Regions from separate parts of the Triticum aestivum genome. Here region 1 is linked to region 2. A link is a contact called in public Hi-C data. All regions are on one chromosome and are shown on one strand. The core of a region is the stretch at or near the end of the contact, and the rest is flanking DNA. Distances in the headings are between cores, read along the strand shown. Region 1 holds the start of LOC123074785 (lamin-like protein). Region 2 holds the start of LOC123079264 (glutathione S-transferase 1).

The links. A called contact is a pair of places that touch in the nucleus more often than the background predicts.
Region 1: a contact with region 2 is called in a Hi-C map of leaf, with 7 times the contacts expected there. The contact joins the promoter of LOC123074785 here to the promoter of LOC123079264 in region 2. A contact is called at or near these places in 2 of 5 Hi-C or Micro-C datasets (both in leaf).

What each region holds. Positions count from the first base shown.
Region 1 is chr3D:416,058,419-416,065,692 of IWGSC CS RefSeq v2.1, forward strand. It overlaps LOC123074785 (lamin-like protein), which reads right to left and starts at 4,975. Exons shown (of 2, transcript XM_044497537.1): 1 at 4,758-4,975; 2 at 4,163-4,642. The coding sequence starts at 4,935. The coding sequence ends at 4,302. It overlaps LOC123079266 (protein RETARDED ROOT GROWTH, mitochondrial), which reads left to right. Exons shown (of 7, transcript XM_044502000.1): 2 at 1-77; 3 at 201-360; 4 at 1,166-1,314; 5 at 1,393-1,544; 6 at 2,246-2,360; 7 at 2,447-3,032. The coding sequence ends at 2,584.
Region 2 is chr3D:415,791,724-415,799,070 of IWGSC CS RefSeq v2.1, forward strand. It overlaps LOC123079264 (glutathione S-transferase 1), which reads right to left and starts at 5,300. Exons shown (of 3, transcript XM_044501996.1): 1 at 5,026-5,300; 2 at 4,362-4,410; 3 at 2,930-3,585. The coding sequence starts at 5,175. The coding sequence ends at 3,128. LOC123074784 (PLASMODESMATA CALLOSE-BINDING PROTEIN 3) reads right to left here and starts at 1,436. Exons shown (of 4, transcript XM_044497536.1): 1 at 1,225-1,436; 2 at 863-1,105; 3 at 723-756; 4 at 127-615. The coding sequence starts at 1,285. The coding sequence ends at 363. It overlaps LOC123079265 (LRR receptor kinase SERK2), which reads right to left. Exons shown (of 12, transcript XM_044501998.1): 12 at 6,796-7,347. The coding sequence ends at 7,112.

The sequences.
Region 1 (7,274 bases), core at 3,725-6,224, 270 kb after region 2:
GCGACGTGGTACCTCCATCCACCCGGTCGCTAAACTACATCGCGCTCCGCTACTCTGAATTCCCTCCAGAGATCATGGTGAGTGATTTCGGTGTAGCACCACATATTTTGAGGGCCAAGAATTATATTCGTGTTTGACCGTTTGTTGAACATGTTGTTGTGTGTGCATCAGATAACCTCATTTGTCTGACGTTTTTGTAGTCCATTGGAGTGAAGGACAACAGATTTTGCTATCGCTATGTGGTTGTATTCCAATATGGTTCTGCTGTGCTCTTCAATATTGCTGATCATGAAGCTGAGCACTATCTTGATATGATCAGGAATCATGCTTCGGGGTGGCTTCCGGAGATGAGGAAAGACGGTATGTCCATGCTATTCACGAGCTGGCCTGTTATTGTGTAAACTGCTAAATAGTGTACTTTTCCTCATCAATTTGTATTCATTCTTCTTTTCATTTCCATGTATGTGCATGATCAATCCAATTTCCTTTGAATCTTTGATGATAATGACTGCTGACATTTGATAAAGACCATTGAGGATGAGAATCACTCTGAATTTAATTTGTGTTTGATGTAGTGCATTTATATGCCACAATGCTTTGGCCAAACCTTTATATGGCTTCTGGAACTGGCCTTCTTAATTATTTGCAAAATGCTTTTTAAATTTACTATGAAACATGCACCGGGCTGCCCTTTTTTTTATGAAACATGCACAATGTTGTACAAGGTGCAGTCGGTTATGTCAGTGGCAGTCCATGCAGAATTGCATGTTAAAACAGGCATATTTAGAAATGTGAGAAGTTTGAGTCAAGCCTCATTTTCCAGGGGAGCAAATATCTACTCCCTCCGTCCTGCAATGTAAGACGTTTTTGCAAACTATGTTAGCTTGCAATAACGTCTTACATTGTGGGACGGAGGGAGTAGAATGCTCTCTAATTATTTATGCAGAACAGTTAAATTATGTGGTTGTACCTGCATAAGGATATAGGCACCCAATCATGCCTAAGATTCCCGCAATTTTTTTTTTTTTTTTTGCCTGGGACCGACTAGGTGCCCCTGGCCTAACAGAAGAACAGCGGAAATATGGCACCTATCGCTTAATCCGCTTTTATAACACTGAACCTGTGTTATATTCTCACATGATGACATTTATTTCACAATTACCAGATTATGCAGTAGTTGAGAAGCCATTCCTGACAACATGGATGAAAGGAGGTCTTGATTATATAGTTCTTAAATATTTAGACACTGATGGAATTCGGATCATTTCAAGTGTTCTTGGTCAAAGTATCGCTCTTGATCATTACATACGGCAGGTACTGTGATTGAGCAAAGTCAAGAAACTATTTTAATGTGGTTGCAAGGTTTAAAGTTCTAAGAAGCTACTTTAATAGGTCGATGATATGGTTGAGGAATTTACTGAAATAAATCGTATCATGGAGAAGACTGGGGACTTCACAATGAAAAGAAAGAAGCTCTTTCAACTTGTGGGCAAGGCTAATTCTAATCTTGCAGATGTTATCATTAGACTTGGCCTTTTTGACAGGCATGTACTCTAAGTGTTGCACTCCCTCCTCCTGCATATTATATATCATATACTCCCTCCGATCCATATTAATTGACGCACACTTAATACACCTTTGTACTAAAGTTGTACTAGATTTTTGTCAATTCATATGGATCGGAGGGAGTATCATATATTTCAGCAATGTATGTGTTGTCATTTTCTGGAAGGAAGGAATTTCATTATGCATCAACCCCATGTGCTGTGTTGTCTTATGGAACAGAAGGCACGTAACTCTAAAAATTAAAAAGACAACTTGAGATCGTAGCCATGTAGGACTATATGATAATTGATATCTATAGGCCAGTTTGGTACTCACATGGCACTTCTCTCGGAAAAAGAAACAGTAATATTTATTCTGTTCATTGAATAACTTTCCTCATGCTTTCAAGAAAGGTTGATATTTTGATCTCCACACATACAAAATATACAATGCCACAGCTCTTTATGTTTTTAGTCTTTTTACTAGCATTGTGTTCCGCTTCGAGATTGAAAGAACCACAGATGCACTGAGAGACTATTATTCCCAGAATTAGCTAAGAGCCTAAGACACGCTCAAAATAAAATAAAATTAGCTAAGACAGTTATGAAAAAGAGACTTTGTTAATCTGTACTTAAATGCATAACATGGATGCTAGAATCTTCTTTTTCATCGTAATATGAACAACATGATTTTTTTATAGGTCAGAAATTGCTTGGAAAAATGCAAATTATGCACAAATTCTGGAGTATCTTCGGGAAGAATATGAACTGAATCAACGTTTTGGAAGCCTAGACTTCAAGCTGAAATTTGTGGAGGTATTGTGTTTGTTCTTCTTTAGTGCAATAGCCGATTTCATCCATCCTATTTCTCATTTTCACTTACAATTTATTGTTGGTAACAGCACAATGTTCATTTTCTTCAAGAAGTGCTCCAAAATAGACGATCGAATTTTCTGGAGTGGGGTGTCATAATTCTGCTGGCTATTGAGATTGTGATCTCACTATACGAAATTATCAAGGATTCCAGCATGATGTCTTGAGCACTCTCACTCATTGGCCCATAGCTCATCTGTCATCACCTACTGCTATATTAATTACATTCTCCTCTTTCTGTCGCCATTCCCTACTGATCTCTAACCTCAGTTGAAAGCAGCTGGACTAGGCTATGTTCCCTTCAGGCACTCTCTGATTGCCCTGGTATTGCCTAGAGTGCATTTTTGGGTTTTATCCTTTTGTCTCGAGGAAATTTTATAGGTCAGAAAATTAGTTCCTTCACTCTCCAATGACCTAATTGACCAGCAACATCCAGGGCGTTGGTGCTTGGTAAACCTTTTTAGTTTTCCAGAGGTGTTCTTATTAGATGCTCTCTTTTCAACAACAATGCTGGCAGGGTTCAGTTATATTATTTTAGGCTTATGTTAGGTTCTGTCCTTTTGGTGACAAAAAAAAGGCTCACCATTACTCAATGGCATTTTGAATTACTTTGCACTAGTATTTCTCACATTTAGTATCAGAAATACCTTGAGATGAATTTCCCTGTGTTCCAGCAGTAGTTTATATGGTTCTGAAATGTTAGGGTTTTCGTTACCATGGGTATTCGACCTGATAATGGTGCATGCTAAATCAGTGCTTCAAATCCCTGGTTTCTGCAGGTGTCAATATGTACCCATGGGTAGTCGCAAAAGGATTTAAAAGTAACTAAATATACCTAGGGTTCCTTTAGACAATTTTTCTATTTACTGACCAAGAAATTCAAAGGTGCACCCAGGAAAATGTAATGTCACGAATGGCAAAAAATTCTGAGAAAACATTACGTACGTACATGACCAATTCCTTTCTGGACTCGTCTCAAAAAAGAAAAGAAAAATCCTTTCTGTGCTTGTAAAATTTCTTGGAAAAAGCCAAACTTTTGCTCCATGTGCAAAAGCAACAGATCTATTGTTCATTTTTTAGAGTATAGAGATAGAGATATGTTTCCTTCCTCCTGGGACACAGAAATGTTTTTAATGAAATTTTTAAGAAAATGAGGTTTTGAGGGTGTCGATGCAGGGAGAAGACACGCACATAAATGTAATCTCACAATTAATACCTTCCATAGATAGCCAACACGAAGAATTAGGAAATGAAATGACGAGCAAACAGAGCACGGCATTAGGAAAAGTGACAAGACTGCCGCACTTGGGTTCTCGTGTCACTCGAGCTGTCAAATTCCTGCTAGTATCTAAAATAAACCTTGCCTCAAAAAGAAAATCTAAAATCAACCGCAGGAGGGTTCGCTCACATCGTGCCTCGTGTCTCTTGCCATTTGCTTCACGATTACTGTATTGTTTTTTGTTTTGCGGGTGATTACTGTATTGTTTTTTGGGTGAAGTTTACTCACACCGCACAGATTGTAAAGAGTTATGAGCACCACCAATCTCACTTTTTTCGCCAGTCCCTTTAAGACACTAACACATTTCCATCAGTTATCACAAACCTGAGGGAACTTCTTTTCTCAAAAAAAAAATGCTTATAATCTTTTCTTCTTCTTGTTCACGATTTGCAGCCTGTGCTATATTTGTCTCAGCACTTGCGTGTGCGCATCATTACCAAAATGCCGGAACAAAACTTGCAGGAAATACGCAAACTTCCAAAGCACGCTTTCTTTATCAGTAAGTACCTTCCATACACGGCCACACAGTGGCGCTAAAGGCCTGGACGGCCCATACTCGAAAAGACCCATTGGTCCCTTCCCTCTCCGCTCACACACGGTCACGCTCACACCGCAAACGGCAAACCCAGAACCGCCGCGCAGAGCGAGGCCGCGGCGGCGGCGACGGCCCACGAGACGACGCCGTGGCGCGCGGCCGCGTTGGGCGACGGCGCCGCGGCGTGCGGCGGCTGCGCGGGGCTGTCCTCGACGAGCACGGTGACCTTCATGCCGCTCCAGCAGTAGCCGCGGCTGCAGATGAAGTAGTAGCGGCCCGTGTAGTTGAGCTGGAACACGAAGCCGCGGCCGCGGTCGTAGCTGACGAGGGGGTTGCTCGGGTCGCACTTGTCGTACGCCGTCTGGTTCGCCACCTGCACCACGTCGTACATGCCCTTGGCGTAGTTGAACTCTGCAGCAGCATACGCGCGTATGTGCACGATCGGATCAGTTGGCCGGGACGGGAAATGGTAGATCGATCGATCGAGAAGACGGTGGAAAGTATGGAGGAGGAGAGGGGTGCTTACGGAGCCAGTCGCCGACGTGGAAGTGGTACTGGTCGGGCCAGGTGGTGTAGTTGACGTTGGGGGCCCAGTTCTTCTTGTCGCCGACGACGAACTTCTCCGCGGCGGAGGGGAGCGGCGCCGCCGCGAGGAGGAGGAACGTCGCGAGGAGGAGGAGGGGGAGATTGGGCGTGACGGCCATTTTTTGGAGGCGGAGGAGGAAGGGGTGGAATGCGTGAAGCCGGGAGGGTATTTATGGAGCCGCGTGGACCGGGCCGGGAATTCGCGAACAAGCGGCCAGCACACGGTAACAAACATATGGCACATTACACGCGTGTGTTGCGGCCGCGGGGTACACCGTCCTGCGCGGTGAGAGCGCATGGCGCACGGATCCGGCTTGCCTGCTCCCTCTCCATGCTCCCATCCGTGCTCCCACTTTATCCTACGGCTGTTCTTTTCCTTTTTTCTTTTCTAATCTAATCATCTCCCCCCCTGATTTTCAGGGGTGGGGCCGGGCCTTATTTTTTTCCAATCAAATCAAGCCACGTATGCGGGAGCACGGATGGGAGCATGGGAAGGGAGCAGGCAAGTCTCGTCCATGGCGCACGACGCGGCAGCGGAGACGTAGCTGGAGGAGTTCGTCTCCGGTAGAATGGACTTTGCGGTGACTGCTACACGGGGCCTTTTATTAAAATTTCTACCGTTTGTTTGCAGTTGTGCCGAAGCGAACGGCACCTTGTTGAAGGATGAAGAGGAGCCGATGGATGGACATGGCCGTAGGCTTTGCAAAGGGGCCTGATACCGGCGGCCCAACGCTGCGGTGAAGCAACGGAAGGCTTGTTTTTTTCTTTTCTAAAGAGCACCAACTGAAACACGTTCGCTCTAGGCCTCTTTCTATATTGGGCGTCCAGAATGCACGGGAGCTGATAGCTATAACTGTGTGGTATTTATGATGGAATAGACGCGAGCTGGTTCATGAGGAAAAGTCTCAAGAGGCGTACCAAACGTTCATGGGATCCGTGCTATAATAGGAAACTATGTAAATGCCCACTCACCTAATGCAAGTAGAAAAATTGAAGGATGGGGTAGACTTTCCTATGGGATTTGTTAAGCTAAATGTGGATACTTCTTTTGATCATGATTTGCTAAGAGGCACAACGGGTGCTGCCCTCAGGGATAACAAAGAAAATTTCATTGTTGGCGGAAATTGAAAGATTGAGTGGTGTACTGATGTTCTGACAGCGGAAGCATTAGCGCTTAGGTTTGGTTTATTGCTGGCACAAAAGGCGGGCTGCAATATTCTCGTTATCAACTCTGATAACATGGAAGTCATCGACAAAATGAAGAACGAAGGACATTTTGCAGGACGGCGACAGTTTTTTATGATTGCTATTTTATGGCTTGTGATTTTTCTCTTACTAGTTTTGAACATTGTAATAGGTAAGCAAATAAAGTAGCTCATGAGCTTGTTAGACTAGCAAAATGTTCACTGACAAGAGATTGGTTCGAGGAGCCTATAATAAATATTGTACCTCTTCTTAGATGATGTAATCATTGTTTCTAATCAGTAAAGTTGTTGTTTCTTTAATAAAAAACGATTGCAGCACCTCTGAGAGCAACACTAGCATATCCCCCCTTCCCTTTGCAAATCAACGCAGCCTCCCTCGTGCATCGGTTCCAAAGACGCACATATAGGACCGATGTTGTGCCAAAACTCGGAGGTTTAATGTTTAATAATCCACACTAGTCTTGATTGCGGCGGATCTGGTGCTTGGCCTCGACGACATCGACGGCTAACATTAGCTCCAAAATTTGACTAGGATGTGGATGATCCCCGCCGACACGCCACAATGATAAAGGCCTTGCGCTCGGCAGGCTTCTTCATCAGCTCACAACACCCTTCTGGTCTATGGTTTTTCTTTGAATTCGGCGACGGTTAGCGGCAATGATGGTAGTTGAGAGAAATTCTATGGTCTTGAATGTAATTTTATTTTTTTGGAGGGGTTTTGCGCAAAATTCTGCAAACACATGTTCTCCCTCGGTCTTTCTGGCCAGTTCCGTGTGTGGGCGTATCACTATATTTGTGATTGATGAAACACGCGGAAGTCCTAACAAAACTAGCATATTCGCCAAAATTCCCTTAAAAGAACAGATTTCTTGAAATTACCCAGACTCGATACTCGATAATAACCACTGATATGGAGCATACTGCAAAAATCAGCCCTATGGGATTCACTAGATACATCTTCATTGCTATATACTTCCTCCGTTCCTAAATATAAATCTTTGTAGAGATTTCACTATGGACCACATACGGATGTATATAGATGTATTTTAGAGTATAGATTCACTCATTTTGCTCCGTATGTGGTCCATAGTGAAATCTCTAAGACTTACATTTAGGAACGGAGGGAGTATTTTGGAGGGTGTTCCATATGCCTCCTTCACCTCCGGCCTACATATTTAGAGTCACAAAGACAACTTAGAGCAAAAATGCTAACAAGTCACAAACACTCCGTAAAACCTCCATGCTCACTTGCG
Region 2 (7,347 bases), core at 4,050-6,549:
TCTGGTTCGTGCACCACCTCGACTAGGACTTGATTAAGTTTCAATCTTAGCAAACCCCGTTTTGGATATATAAAGTGAGCTTGGTTTAAAAAAATGGCACAATAACATCATCCGCCAGGCAAAAAATGCAGTAACATCACATCCATGATGCAAATTGTTTCACGGGACACAAATACGACATCGACATGAGGCAAAGAAATTAAACTCCATATACATGGACTAAAAGAGCATTAAAGGCGTACACAGACAAACACTAAAGCAGAACGACAGCACGTCTCCACCAAAGCAACAACGCACTAGGAATTGGAGATGATTAAAAAGAATGCACTACGTTTCTCGCTGCTTCATGATCAACACCGCACCTAGAAAGCGAGGACGGAGGCCACGGCGACGCCGACGAGGCCACGGACGCCAGCGAAAGCGGCCGCAGCGGCAGCGACACCGCTGCTCTCGGGGCCTATGATGCTCGCCGTAGGGCCGGACGCGCTGCCGATCGGCGTGGTGAAGCTCCCTCCCATGCCGGGCGTAGCTGGGTTCGTCGAGCCCGGGGAAGACGAGTTGGTGCCGGCGCCGGAGCCTGTCCCTGTGCCGTTCCCGGTGCTCGTCCCAGCCGCACTGTGCAATTTACATAGGGAAAATACGTCAGCTCATCATGCAATGATAAATGTTTGGTAAGTACTACAGTACTCGTTATGATTTGCCCGGGTACAAGGGATTATTACCTTGCGGTTGCAGGGTACTTGCAGGTTCCCGAGCCTGCAGACGTTATGAACACACATGCATGGTGAGATCGATAGAACAAGAAACCAACATGCTGATGGATGGAGTCACGAGTGACAGGGTGAGAAGGCACGGTACGTACTGGGGTCGGCGGAGGAGAGGGTGGCGGTGCCGCCGAAGTCGCAGGTGGCGCCCTTGGTCTGGCTGCTCCTCTGGTAGTAGCTGTTGACCGCGTAGGAGCAGTGCGCCACCACCGAGTCGGGGCTGTGGCAGCTCCCTCCCGTGGCCACCGGCGCGCAGTCCGCGCCCTGCCCGCACGCGTAGTCCAGCGTCTCCTGCAGCGCCGTCTCGTTCGCGTCCGACCTGCACACGCACCACTCCGCCTCTGCACGGGCCGGAAACACACACACACACACACACACACGACACAACCGGCGTCACATACATGCAGCCACTCACCACCGCGCCACAACGGCGAAATCCACGTAAGTATATCTCACTCACCTGATCCCCTGATCGACACGGCCAGCAAGAGCAGCAGCAAGAACGCCGGACTCGCCATCATAACGATCGGCGAAGTGTTCGTGGAGGTTGGAGCTAGTGCGCGCTCTCTTCTGCTGGCTGGCTCCAGTGTTCGACGACGATAGCTGCTGGTGTGTGTGTGTGGCCGCGCTACGTACGCCAGAGAAGTAGTGCGGGGTGAGCTTTCCTTCGGCCATGTGCTTTATATCGGCAGCCGGGCGGCCACGTCCTTTTCCTCTCCTCTCCTTTCCGCTCTTTCCGACCATTCCGCTGGGTGTCGACTTTGGGCCGAGCTGCCATGCATGTTTCTTAGGCGCGAAGGTTTGCGCTCGATCGCGAGCCATGTCACACGGGACACCTGGCAGTTGATCCTGCGGGATGTTCTAGCTAGGCCGGGTATGCGAGCCACCGTCGCCCAAAGTAAAGGCAAGGAAGGTTGCAAAGTTGTGTGTGAGCTCTGTGGCATGTGCTGTGCTGTTCTTTTTTCGTAGTGGTAGTGCTTACCAGACCCAGAGGCCCCTTGTATTCTTTTCCGTGGAAAAAGAAGAAATGGCAAAGCTATATATCAATCATACTATGAAGGTATGATAGATACGTTCTTTTGTCAGAAAGAAAAAGAGACAATATATCTTACATATAGTCGGACTCGGTAGATATGAATTTATACCTCCAATGCTTTACTATTAGAGGGTGGAGCCAGGGGCAACCCCCCCTCCATTGAGCTCATGCATCGCCCTAATCTAGAGCTCACACCTCGTCCCGGCCTCAAGCATTCCTTGTATGCCATGTCAACACCTCGACGCCACAAATAGCACATGCCTTGTTACGGTGTCAAGCCTCTTCATCATGTGTCAACCCAATGTCAAGTGTAGGGATGCTCATGGCAAAGCTGTATCAATCATATGATGGTATGGTTGGTAGATTCCTTGGTGGAGGAAAAAAGGGACAATATTTCTTGCACATACTCGGTAGGTCTGACTTTATACCCCTGATGCTTTATCAGAGGGCGGAGACACGGGGCCGCCCCCTCCCCCTCACCCCGTCCATTGAGCTCGCACATCGCCTTGATCTAGAGCTCACACATCGTCCTGGCCTCTCATTCCTTGCTATGCCATCTCGACACAACAACGAGCTCATGCCTTGTTATGGTGTCAAACCTCTCTTCATATCACGCATCAACTGGACGTTAAACCTCATGCCTTGTTATGGTGTCAAACCTCATGCCAAAGAGCCCATGCCTTGTTATGGTGTCAAGTCTCTTCGCCGCGCATTTACTTGATGCCAAGTGTGGGAATGTTCATGGCAAACATATGTCAATCATATGATTGTGTGGTTGATAGATTATTTCGTGAAGATGAGAAAGGGTCAATATATCTTGCACATACTCAGAAAGTCTTAATTTTTAGCATGATGTTTTATCGTAGGGTGGAGGCAAGAGGCAGATTACCTGAACACAACACGCCTGTTGGGAGGTTGGTGGACTGATCTAACAGAAAAAAGGCAAAATCCAAGGAGAGAAAATGGAAGACTATTGTTGCGATGTATATCATGTGAAACATTTGGAAAGAGAGAAACTGAAGATTCTCTTGGCGCTTGCGCCGTTGTTCTGGTTTTCATTCTAGCACATGCAAGCCTCCATATCATCAATCATATGCAATCTTTTTTTAACACATGCAAAACCTCCCCATCATCAAACACATGCAAACCCTCCACATCATAGATTTTATTTTTTATCTTTTAGCAATAAATCATTTCACAGTTTATTGCTAAAAAGTCTCACAGCAACGCGTGGGGTGTTGTCTAATTATTACAACAACGCGCGCCTGGACACGACAAACGTCGGGAGACAGCCCGGCTTATTTCGTGGGCCGCGGCGAAAACTGTGCTAGACACTATTCTGAAAATACGGCTTCTTTAGTGCAGTGATCTTCTGGACGGACGGCCTCGCCATCAGGCCAGACCACCAGGCTTTCACATGCGGATACGCGTCGAACAAAGAAGCATAGGGTGTAGTCGCCAGACATGCGGTAGCAGACACATGGTTAAGGTCCGCGAGGCTGAGGAAGTCTCCAGCCAGGTACTTGCACTTGCTCAGTCGCGCCTCGTACACCTCCAGCACCTTCTTCAGTTTCACAAGGTTATCCTCAACAATTTTCTGGTCAGTGGCTCGCCCGAACATAGGACGGATGAGGCACTCGAGGATAACGGGCTCCAGTGCGGCGGTGTACTGATGGGCCTCCACCTCGAGCCACACATCTACCATTGCCGATTCCTTGAGGTTGCCCTGCTTCAACAGCTCCGGTTTGTTCTTGCGGCATGTGTACTTGCAAATAGCACGCGATTCTAACAAGAAAAGAAAAAACATAATCAGAGTTGTGATAATCAGCAACGGTAGTAACGCGATTCTAACATAAATTGTTCTAAAGCAAACATAAGTATATGCATTTGCCTCGAATCCTGGATAACTAAGACATGTGATTTTTCTTCTCTTTTCTGGTTAAGCTGATGTTTTGAGCATACTAGAATAGGTTGATGGCAATTCAGTACGTAGCAAATGCCATTTCATTCTAATAAGATTGTGGGTCATCGTTTATCCAAGAACGACCACGTCCCTTTCATAGAAATGATGTTGTGTTGTACTTCCCTATGATTTGGTCCTCCGCGATTAATTTGGTTTCTATAATGAGAAAAACATTTCATTATTTGCCTAGTGGAAATATTGTTTCACATAGCAACCAAGTCCCAAAATTTGTACTCCTTTTTTTTCTTTTGATGAAACAATGGGAGCCTGCTGCCAAAGTGACTACAACATCAAGGAAAACATACAAATAATAAAATCGAAAAGGAAAACAAGAGGGGGGCTCCTAATATAGTAACAGCTGACAATTTATACATAATTGATACTTTTTTGCATCACGCTATCTTAGACTGACAGCTTAGGTACCATTATATTTCAACGAAGGTGGAAAACTGGAAATGCCAACTTAGACACACTTTTGGGAAATAAGGCAGCAACATCAACAGCAAAGCAACAATAATGCTTAGAGCATCTTGTCCCTTTTAAGTTTATATTCACAATGGATGGAAAAGAGACACATCTCCAAGAGTTAGCATCATACCCCAGACGTAGAAGTCGCCATCCTGCAAAACCGGCATCTGACCAAAGGGCTGCAGAGGACCATATGAAGACAGTGAGGTTTTTGTCAATCGGATGTCACACCTCTAAAAAACAGGAATCATCAAATGCCACAGTTACATAACACTAAGATCGGTTGGTCAAACCTATATGAACAAGATAACATGCAAACATTTCCATTTTCTTGTACATGCTTCTTTTAGTATAGAACCACCGGTGAACAGACAGCCGCTAAACATACCCCGTAGTAGCAGACTAATTGTATGCATAGATACTTCGACATTCAAATTTATGGCTAATTGCGCATTCAACAAAACTGTAGCTACTAAAGGGATCGACAAAGCAGAGTGTGGAAAGATCTGCTCAAAAGGCAAAAAATGCTTAGAAGCCAAGTCTGAAATTTCGAATAGTACCACTATGGACCCTTAGGAACTAACGCTTGTTTTGATGACCAGTTGATTAGGTCTCCTGCTGAGATCATATGTTGCATGTGTTCGTTTCTGAAATTTTAGTCAGGGCTTCATAAGAACACCAAGCAGGCATGGGTTTCAGTCAAGTGCACCGGAAACGCACCGGAAACCCTTTTGAGACTAGAGTAGAAGCATATATGGAGGGCATTGCAAACTGAAGGCGGTAAGCATACGTACGTTCCTGGCGAGGTGGTCGGGGGTCTTGTGCTCGCCGGCGCCGAAGTCGATGGGCACGACGTCGTACTCGACGCCGGCCTCCTCCAGGGCCGCCACGCACCTCGTCACGTTCCACGACATGGTCATGCCGTACAGCTTCACCGGAGCCATGGCCACCCTGATCCCTGTTACGAGTTACGACCCGATCTGGAGGGTAGGTGAGAGGAGAGGAGAGCAGCTGAGGGAGGAGACGGCGGAGGTGAGAGGAGAGCACACGCTTCTCATTTCTTTTTAAACCTCAAGGTTTACACTTTACAGTTTACAACACAGCCACACACTTTTTCTTCTTCCTTTTTTCTTTTTTGAGAAGAACACAGCCACGCACTAGGCCGATCCCCCATTGGGCCACTCTCGGTCCCTCGTTACAAGCCCGACGGCCCACGGCCGCAAGAGGCAGCTCCCTTGCAATCTTAAGTCCGCTGCAGGTTCGGTACTCTGCACTGCAGGCGTGACAGTTGCCCCTCCTTAAGAGGAATCCCCCGTTCAAGATGGCCGCCGTCGGAGCATGTCATAGTCTTCCCATGTTGCGGTGTCAGCTGGCAGCGTATCCCATTGAAGACGAAGGCCCTGTTCTGTAATCACCCGCTCCCGGAATCTGCGGAGCGGGGAACTGCAACTCCGCCATTTTGAACTGCAGCTCCGCCAACTCCACTCTCGGAGTTGTGGAGCGGAGCGATACCGAACAGCGCCGAAGTTGGACGACCGGAGCGTTGTTCTTCTTTCGTCATGCGGCGGTCCAGGTGGCGACTGGTGTCAGCGAGGTCGAGAATGCGCAGCAGCTCCGAAAACACTGGCGCACAGTGATGGATGAAGGACTTGAGCCGTGAGACGTGGAAGACAGGGTGGATGCAGTTGCCTTGTGGAAGCTTCAGGCGGTAGGCCATCGTTCTGACACGCTCTTCGACCGCGAATGACCCGAAGTACTTGTACGCCAGCATGGGATGGAGATCGGCCTTCTTCTTGAAGGGGAAACTTGTTCTTCAATGTGAGACAGTGTTCAAGCTGCGGATCCTTCTTTATCACCGGGAGAAACAGAGCAGGGTATGGGCTCATGATGTGCACGATCACCCTGGTGCCTAGCATCTCGTTCACCTATCGTTCGGTCTTTTCCTCTTGTAAGGGCGAGTATCAATACATGTCATCCTCTTTTAAGGGCGAGTATCGATACAACCACGTGTTGATCGGTGTGGTGCCTTGCTCCGACGGTGCGACATGTCAACAACGCGTGGTCATACTGACGGCATGAGTGTCATCGGTTCAACGAAGAAGTCCGGGAGCATGGCCTGCATGGTGGGTGGAGGTGTGTTCCTCAGGTGTGTCGGCAGTAATGTGACAAGAGGTTTTTTTTAGAAAAGACCATCATGACTAGCTTTATTAATCACACGATAAAAATACTGTCTATGAACTTACTAACCAAGACAATCTGGTGGCTCATTTGTCCAAACACTAGAAAAGTGATTACAAAAACTGTAATTAGCTATCGCATGTGTCGCTTGATTAGCCGAACAATAACAATATTCAAATTTGATCTTCCCCATGGTTGAAACTACGGGTTTATTAGATACATGTCACTCCAATTATGGTGACACCCAGCAAAGATAGCCACGCCTGCATCCCACCATCTCGTTTGCCCAGTACAAAAGTTATTGCTGCTGTAGCCTGTAGGTGTGCTCGGCCCTGGAGCAAAGCAAGATGCGCGGCAGCAGAACCAACTCCATATGGAGCCACGCATGAAGGGTCGGCAAATGGCTATGCAAAACAAATCGATTTACATACACTAAGCACGTGCTGCCTCGCCAAGCAGAAGGTGCATATAAAAGTTTCAACTTTCATTTCAAGCCACCCCAGCGGCAGCACCTGCATATCTACTCCTCTTTTTTGCCTGTCCAGTCCAGAGCTAACGCCCCGGCACAAAAACCAAGGTTTCGTGGAGGCAACACGAATATACAGTCAGCAACATTGACTTACGACAACATCACAATATACAAGACTCCGACCCTGCTACGAAGAATGGCATTATTACCAACAGCGAGCAGTCTGACGCCGGTTATCTGCCGGCGGACAGTTCGATGGCGTCCTGGTTGTAGATGGAGTCTTCGCCCCAGTCGAACCGCTGCTGCATCCGCTCGTAGTCCTCCCTCCTCGTCACCTCCACCTGCTGCCACTCCTCCCACCGCTCCGCCAGGCCTTCCCCTTCCAGCATCCTTACCACCTCCGACATGGAGGGCCGGTCCTCGGGCGACCCCTGGGTGCACAGCAGCGCGATCTGCATCATCATCTCCA